2 separate regions of the Triticum aestivum genome follow, and region 1 is linked to region 2. A link is a contact called in public Hi-C data. All regions are on one chromosome and are shown on one strand. The core of a region is the stretch at or near the end of the contact, and the rest is flanking DNA. Distances in the headings are between cores, read along the strand shown.

The links. A called contact is a pair of places that touch in the nucleus more often than the background predicts.
Region 1: a Hi-C map of leaf shows a contact between it and region 2, with 3 times the contacts expected there. The contact joins the promoter of LOC123093289 here to the promoter of LOC123093285 in region 2. A contact is called at or near these places in 2 of 5 Hi-C or Micro-C datasets (both in leaf).

The regions. Positions count from the first base shown.
Region 1 is chr4B:566,296,531-566,300,279 of IWGSC CS RefSeq v2.1, reverse strand. LOC123093289 reads left to right here and starts at 1,715. Exons shown (of 4, transcript XM_044515209.1): 1 at 1,715-2,146; 2 at 2,229-2,315; 3 at 2,430-2,579; 4 at 2,686-3,234. The coding sequence starts at 1,850. The coding sequence ends at 2,994. LOC123093290 reads right to left here. Exons shown (of 5, transcript XM_044515210.1): 5 at 3,500-3,749.
Region 2 is chr4B:565,722,607-565,726,264 of IWGSC CS RefSeq v2.1, reverse strand. It overlaps LOC123093285 (serine/threonine-protein phosphatase PP2A-4 catalytic subunit), which reads left to right and starts at 2,180. Exons shown (of 11, transcript XM_044515206.1): 1 at 2,180-2,450; 2 at 3,061-3,117; 3 at 3,616-3,658. The coding sequence starts at 2,358.

The sequences.
Region 1 (3,749 bases), core at 466-2,965, 570 kb before region 2:
AGCTCATCGACCACACAAGCGCTACGTGGAATAGTCAGCTAATCAACCAAGTGTTTATGCCTATGGATGCAAGCATCATTTTGGGGATCCCAGTGTGCACCCGCAACCTTCAGGATTTTTGGAGCTGGAATTTTGAAACAAGTGGAAACTTCACTGTCAAATCAGCATATCGTATGCTAGTAGCAACAAGACAGCGACTGGAGGCATGGCTTGAAGGTACGACTGGTACCTCAAATACTGCAGTCGAGGAAGGAGCATGGAAAACATTGTGGAGGACCCAGGTTCTGGCAAAGGTGAGGATGTTTCTCTGGCGCTTATCGAAGCATTCTCTGCCTACGGAGGACGTCCGGGCTAATCGACACATGGCTGATAATGCTCAATGCGGATTGTGCGGTTCTCCTGGTTCATGAAGACATTCTCTGGTAAACTGCACTAGTTCAAGATGTGTGTGGGCACTAGTTGATGAGGAACTAGCACAAAGCCTGGTATCGAACACGGAACCCAACGCCAAGCAGTGGCTTTTCACCTTCATGCAGTCACTCGCTCATGATCAATTTGTTTTGCTGGCGGTCACACTCTGGGCGATATGGACTGCACGTCGCAAGGCTATTCATGAAGGAATTTTCCAATCGCCTCAAGCAACTAATTCGTTTGTCAGGCGATTCATTGATGAACTCAATATGATCAACATGAGAAGCCCGACGAGGACAAGTGGAGCTCCAGCAACGGGGCAGACACGGGCGATTCGTCCCAAGGCTCCCCCTGCTGGTTTTGCCAAGATCCAGGTAGATGCTGGAGTGAGAGCGAGGAACGGTGGATCGGCTGCGGCAGTATGCAGGGATGGGCAAAGCAATTACCTTGGTAGTTCAGCGTTGGTGGTAGCTAGCCTAGAGGACCCAGCAATTCTTGAATCAATTGCTTGCCGGGAGGCGTTGGCGCTGGCCGAAGATCTTAACATCCACAACTTTGTCATTGCATCTGACTCCAAACAAATGATAGCTAATATTTCATGTGGTGACAAAGGAAGGAGTAGTTCTATCATAGAGGAGATTAATATTAGAGCTTTTATGTTTCAATGTAATTTTTGTTTTGAAGGTCGTGCGGCTAATGTCGACGCACACAAACTAGCCAAATACTCACTTAGTCTCGGTCCGGGGCGCCATCTCTGGTTAGGCCAACCCCATGATGCGAGTTGTATTCCACCCTTTGTAGTCTTTGATGAATAAAATTTAGCTTTCCCCTAAAAAAAAGCACAAAGCTCTACAGTCTTTAATTCGGAGCACCCGGAATTACGGACGGACGCATTTGGTATGATTGCCGAGCCGTGCGTGTCCCTTTTGCGTGGTCGTCGTGCCGAGGCATACGTGCACGCAGGGGACTCCTCAGCTTTGGTTTACCCCTCCCCTCGGTCCCACGTGTAAACCAACCTCCGCTTCCCTCCAAAACAGGGGTCAACTTTAGCACAACAACACGAGGCGCAAACATATACAGTACTGCACGTATTTCTGAGCCTCTACATGCAGTAGAATTGTAGATACATCTGGGTTACTGCTACTACTAGACGTATCCCTCCCTCCTGACCCATGACTGAATCTGAGCTTGACACAAATATCCCACTAGAAAAAGTTGAAATGCAACAACCGAGAGTTGAAACCTCTTTGCTGGAAACTCTTGGAAGAAACCGGCCGGCGTGTAGGGCCTACCCGGACGGACCCTGTTGCCCTTACTTGCAAGAATGCTCAACTCTGCTCCATGCCCTCGTGGAGCTCGTTTACTTATTGGCACAGCCGGCGATCGAGCAGGGGGAACTCGCAGCTCCCAACTCTGACAAAGATCTGTCGAGCAGAGGATGACTTCGCCGAGCCTCACGACGTGCCGGCATGCTGCAGCTCGTCCGCGTGCAAGCAGGGTCACTGGCCGCAGCGGCGTCAGGGCGGCGCCGCTCCGATCAAGATCAGGAAATGGTTTTGCACCGAGCGTCTCGTGGTCGTCGCCGTCGCCGTCGAGAGCGATCACCAGTTGCGCTCTGAAGCCGCCGCCATCGTACGGCGGCAAGGCGACGGAGAAGAAGAAGGTCAACCCCAGGGATCTCTTCACCTTCTCCTACCGGTTCAACACCGACATCCCCATGGGTGAGACTCCAGGGGTAAGTCGTCGCTGCTAGTGTTATTTGTGCTAATATAATTGGGAGGTGATCTGAGCTGAGGCTCGGTTCTTTCTTTGCTCAGGCGTCCATCGACGACTACCTCATGAACAGGCCGAGGATCGTCGGGGCCGTGTTCCCGGACAAGCGCAAGCGCACCAAACTCAACGACGTGAGTGATCTTCACCATTTCCTTCCTTCCAAAGTTTTCGTTTCTGAAGCTGCACGGCAACTCTGACGGAGGTAGCTCCGTGGTGATCGATGGATGAATGTTGAATTTTGACAGGAGGAGTGGAGAGTGCAGCTGGTGCCGATCCAGTTCCTGTTCCTGTCGGCGTGCCCGGTGATCGCCGTCCGCTTCGTGAGCAGGTCCGGCGGGGTGGGGTACCCGCCCCACGTCCCCGTGCACGCCACCAGCCTCCTCCTCATGGAAGTGGTAACCACTTTCGCGCACCACCACCATCACTTTTAATTTTCTCCATCGTCATCGTCAGCCTGAACTCATGGCTGATGCAAATGCAATGGATGGATATGAGTTGCAGACGGACTACAAGCTGAAGGGGCTGCAGAGGGACGCGATGCCGTCGCACCTGGCGCTGACGGTGCGGGGCTCGCTGTACCCGCAGCCGGAGGGGCGGAGGAGCCTGCGGGGCCACGTGGAGATGAGCGTGGGGTTCAACCTGCCGCCGGTGCTGGCGCTCGTGCCGGAGCCCATCATCCGGGGCGTCGGCGACACCGTGCTCCGGCAGCTCGCGGAGCAGATGAAGCACGACTTCGATACCGGCCTCGCCGCCGACTTCAAGAAGTACCGCACCGAGAAGCTCACCGAGGGGAGGACCCCCGAACACTGAACCACATTTTCCTTCTCTTTTTTCTGGTGGCGTTGGCTGCTGCCCGGTAACAGTAACTATTCATGGAAGATTCTTTCGAACTTGTCGCACGACCAATAATAAGTTGCTAATGTATCGTGTTATTCGTCAGTGCGTCGACATGACTGACAAGACAGTAACTTAGGACTCAATAGTTGTAAATACTGTAAATTATGGATACAAGAAAATTCAGTTATACAGAGACTGCTAATCTCAGGATAACTTCTGTGTCTACTGTCAGACTCGGCCTCATTCCTTCCTGGCTAATACTATCTGGCTAGCCAACTTTTTTCTTAGTATGCGTACCATGAGGCTGACAAGCCAACTTCACATCAGTTAACTTTTCTGAACCATTAATCTCAGTCATCACTTTCTTTCGCAGCATCAGTAAATTGTACTCCCTCTATCCCACAATATAAGATCGTTTTTCAAGCTATTTAGCCGGACGGAGTATACTGTAATCAGTACGATGATAGGACTGAGAATATAGTAGTAGTAACTTAAAATCTCATTTATTCACTGTAAACAATGTAAATAATTACAAGAATATTCAGTTTTACAGAGATTGCTAATCTCAAGCTAAATATGTACTCAGTCAGACTTGACTTTCACTCCATCTTGGCTATCATTGAATCTATATACCAGTTATTTTTCACCCTTTTTTCGTGTGGCTTGAATCATCTATGTACCATTTAGTATACAAGGCATAGGGCCTGTGCTTCAACAGCTAGAAGAAT
Region 2 (3,658 bases), core at 931-3,430:
TTGTACCCTACAAACAATTTCGTCTATTGTTCTCCGCTAGATAGGAATTTTGGAGTGATTTTTCATCGCATGTTGAGGGATGGTTATATGATCCAATTATATTAGCATTGTTGAGAGATTGCACTAGCGAAAGTACGGACCCTAGGCCTCATTTCAAGCATTGCAATACCATTTGTGCTCCATTTTACCAATTGTTACCTTGCTGTTTTTTATTATTACTATTACAAAAATCAATATCTACTATCCATATTATACTTGTATACTATCTCTTCGTCGAACTAGTGCACCTATACAATTTACCATTATATTTGGTGTGTTGGGGACACAAGAGACTATTTGTTATTTGGTTGCAGGGTTGTTTGAGAGAGACCATCTTCATCCTATGTCTCACAATGATTGATAAATCTTAGGTCATCCACTCAAGGAAAAATTGCTATTGTCCTACAAAACTCTGTGCTTGGAGGCCCAACACGAGTCTACAAGAATAAAGTTGCGTAGTAGACATCACTCCAACTTACTGATTGGTCCACATAAAAATACCACAATGCTCAAGTTCCGGTGTAAAAAAGGAGTAGCCATCCTTTGTCCATTCGCTGAATCACACACCAGATCCAAAAAGTGTACATTGTAAGTACTAAACAGAGCAGCAAGACAACTCCAACTACAAATTTAATTGAACATAGCATGAGCATAACTAAACTATAAATGTTCAGCCATACAAAACTGAACTGTACAACTAAAAAAAATCAGTTAACTGCAAAAATGTGCACTGAGCAAAATTCAGTTAACTAACCGCAAAAACTGAACTTATATCATTAATGAACTACAAAAGTTGCTGCAATTCTCCTGCATGACCATTAGCATAACTGAATTACAGTATCAGGCATAACTGCATGACCATGAGCATAACTGAAACTGCACAACAAACATCATTGAGCATAACTGAACTGCAGAAGTTCAAAAAATGAGCACTAATTTGCCTCCGACAAAATCATCTCAAGAGCACAAAAGAGCTTCATTTAAGCACCCACATCCATTGGAGACTATATTCACCGAAGAACCCTAGGCCTAAACCCATACTTTATCAACCGAAACAACTACTTTATCAGCCAAAACCCTAGCCTAAAATCATCGCTCAAAACCCTAGTTTTACAGCCGAACGGACGTAAGAAGAAGGTAGACGACGAACATAGCAAAGCAGAGGGAGGCAGAAGACTCCTAGTAGTCGGGTGGGAAGATGCCGAACGGGCGGACGGGATGAGCGGAAGGAGGTGCCTCCATACCACCAGTGAACTCCGGTGACGGCGATGATGCCGTGGTGGCTGACGCCATCAGTTGATTGCCGTGGCTGTCGCCCCCAACATGACACTACCTGGCCGCCCTTGAACGAACGAATGCGAACAAATACTGAGACAAATTTAATTCAGGTCCAGTGTATTGCGACTTGAATTCAGAAAAAGGCAAGGGTTATGTGCAAAAGTGCAGAGGACGATCGGCTCGACCACTTGGGCGCCACTTGTCTCGCTCTGATTGGGCTATGACCAAATCATCACATCTAGTGCAAGTTTGAGAATGGTGTGGTGCACTTTTGCAACTATTGGACTAAATCGTTACATTCTGGACATGTTCTAGATTTGGGGTGCTTTTAATTCTTCTTTCTTAGTATGGAGCCGGAGGTTTCTACCCCCGTTGATCGAAAAAGATATATCCCTATTTTCTGATGAGTTAAAAAACCTTGATTAAATTGCACGTTGGATCGTAAAGAAAAGGAGATTTAAATTATGGCAAATAATTTATGAAGATTAAAGATAATTTCCCTATATTCTGATCAATTCAGAAACTCGATTAAATTACACTTTTCATAGTAAAGAAAAAGAGATTAAAATTACATGTTTCCGACTCATATTTTTTTTACAGGTTGTCATCATACTATGCTGCGATGAGAAAGCCAATTGCCGATCTTCAACTAGGATCAAGTGTGTCGCTACTCAAATGGCCACGGAGCCCCTCCGGATCTCGATAAATCTCGAATTTTGAGAAGGATGGCGCCCCGGGTCTCTCTCCGGTCCACGCACGCGCTCGGCCCCCGCCGGCAGCCACTTGCGAGCCGCGACGCGGAGCGCGTGGGTCCCACCCGCTGGACAGATTTGGGCCCATGTGGCGGATGATGGGCTTCCCGTCCGCGTCCAGTTCCTTCCCCCGCTCCCCCCCCAGTCTCACTCCCCACTCTCCTGTTCCGCGGCCCCGACCCAGCGCTCCCCTCCCTCCCTCTCGCCCCGCCTTGCCGCCGGCGACGAGCTCTAGCTCAGGTTGCCTTTTCCCCCGGTCGGCGGCGGAGGAGGCGGGCGGCAGAGGACATGGAGCCCATGAGCGTGGACAGCAGCGGCTGCGGCGGCCTGGACGCGCAGATCGAGCAGCTCTTGCAGTGCCGCCCGCTCGCCGAGCAAGAGGTGAGATTTCCGCACGCTTCTGTCCGCCGTTCCATCTGGCTTTCTCGCTCGCTCCCTCGCCGGCGCCGCCGCCGGATCTGGCGAATGCTCGTTTTGATCTGTTATCAAAGGCGGCCGCCTCTAGGGTTTTTTGACAACTCGGCTGCTGGTTCGAGGCCCTGGATTCGGGGCGTGATCCGGTGATTTGGGTGCTGTTTGTCATGCTGGATGGTTTGGAGGATGATAGATATGAGTCTAGCTTGCGCCTGTCCAAGGGTCGTTTTTGAATCATTCTGCTGCCGTGCTTCAGATTTGGTCTCTCGGGATAGATCTCCTGTAATAGTTGCTTTAAAGTAGCGTCAAAGTAGGAATTTTTGCAAGCTCCTATTGTCTCCACTGCCATATCAGTAGGGAAAACGCCATCTTTAGGGGCAAGTGCATCTTCCTCAAAAAAGAATGAAGGGTCAAGTGTATCACCTGTAGGATGTCGTTCGTATACATTTGGGTCGATGTGGATAGTGTGTGAGTTGTTGGTCAGAAACAGGAATATTTGATGCCCACAAACATTTATAGAGTTTATTTCTCACATTCCTGGAATCAGACTTGTGTCCTTACAGCCCCACATGTGCAGGTTAAAGCACTATGCGAGAAGGCTAAGGAGATATTGATGGAGGAAAGCAATGTGCAGGTATTACATACCATCAGTTCTCATCTCACTTGTGCAGTGTATCTTTTATACACGCGTTGGGTATCTTCATAGCTGGTTCCAAAGGTTGTTTGAGCTTATTATACTGTCTTGGATCTTGGCACTGCCTAAGCAACAGCATCGTCATTGTATTGTTCAGATAGCTGTTTCCTTTATTCAGTCCTATGTGTCGAGGGCATTCTGATCAATAATTTGCTTTCAATTATATCCTGTTCTTTTGGTGATTTTTGTTCAACCCATAAACTGGCAATTGCTGATGCTAAAATAAACATAGTAATTTAAGGTCTTCTTCTTCCCCGCCCATTTCATCTGCTTAATTGTTAGCTCTTATGTATATCATGAAATGGTACAAAGTTCCACTCTGACACCTCAACACTGCATTGTTACAAACATTATCTAAAATTATCTACCTGTATGGTGATAAGGTACACTTGTAGATAAGCATTGGCTTTAAGGTGTTGCATTTTCTTTGTTTTGCAGCCAGTCAAAAGCCCAGTGACAATCTGTGGTGATATTCACGGAC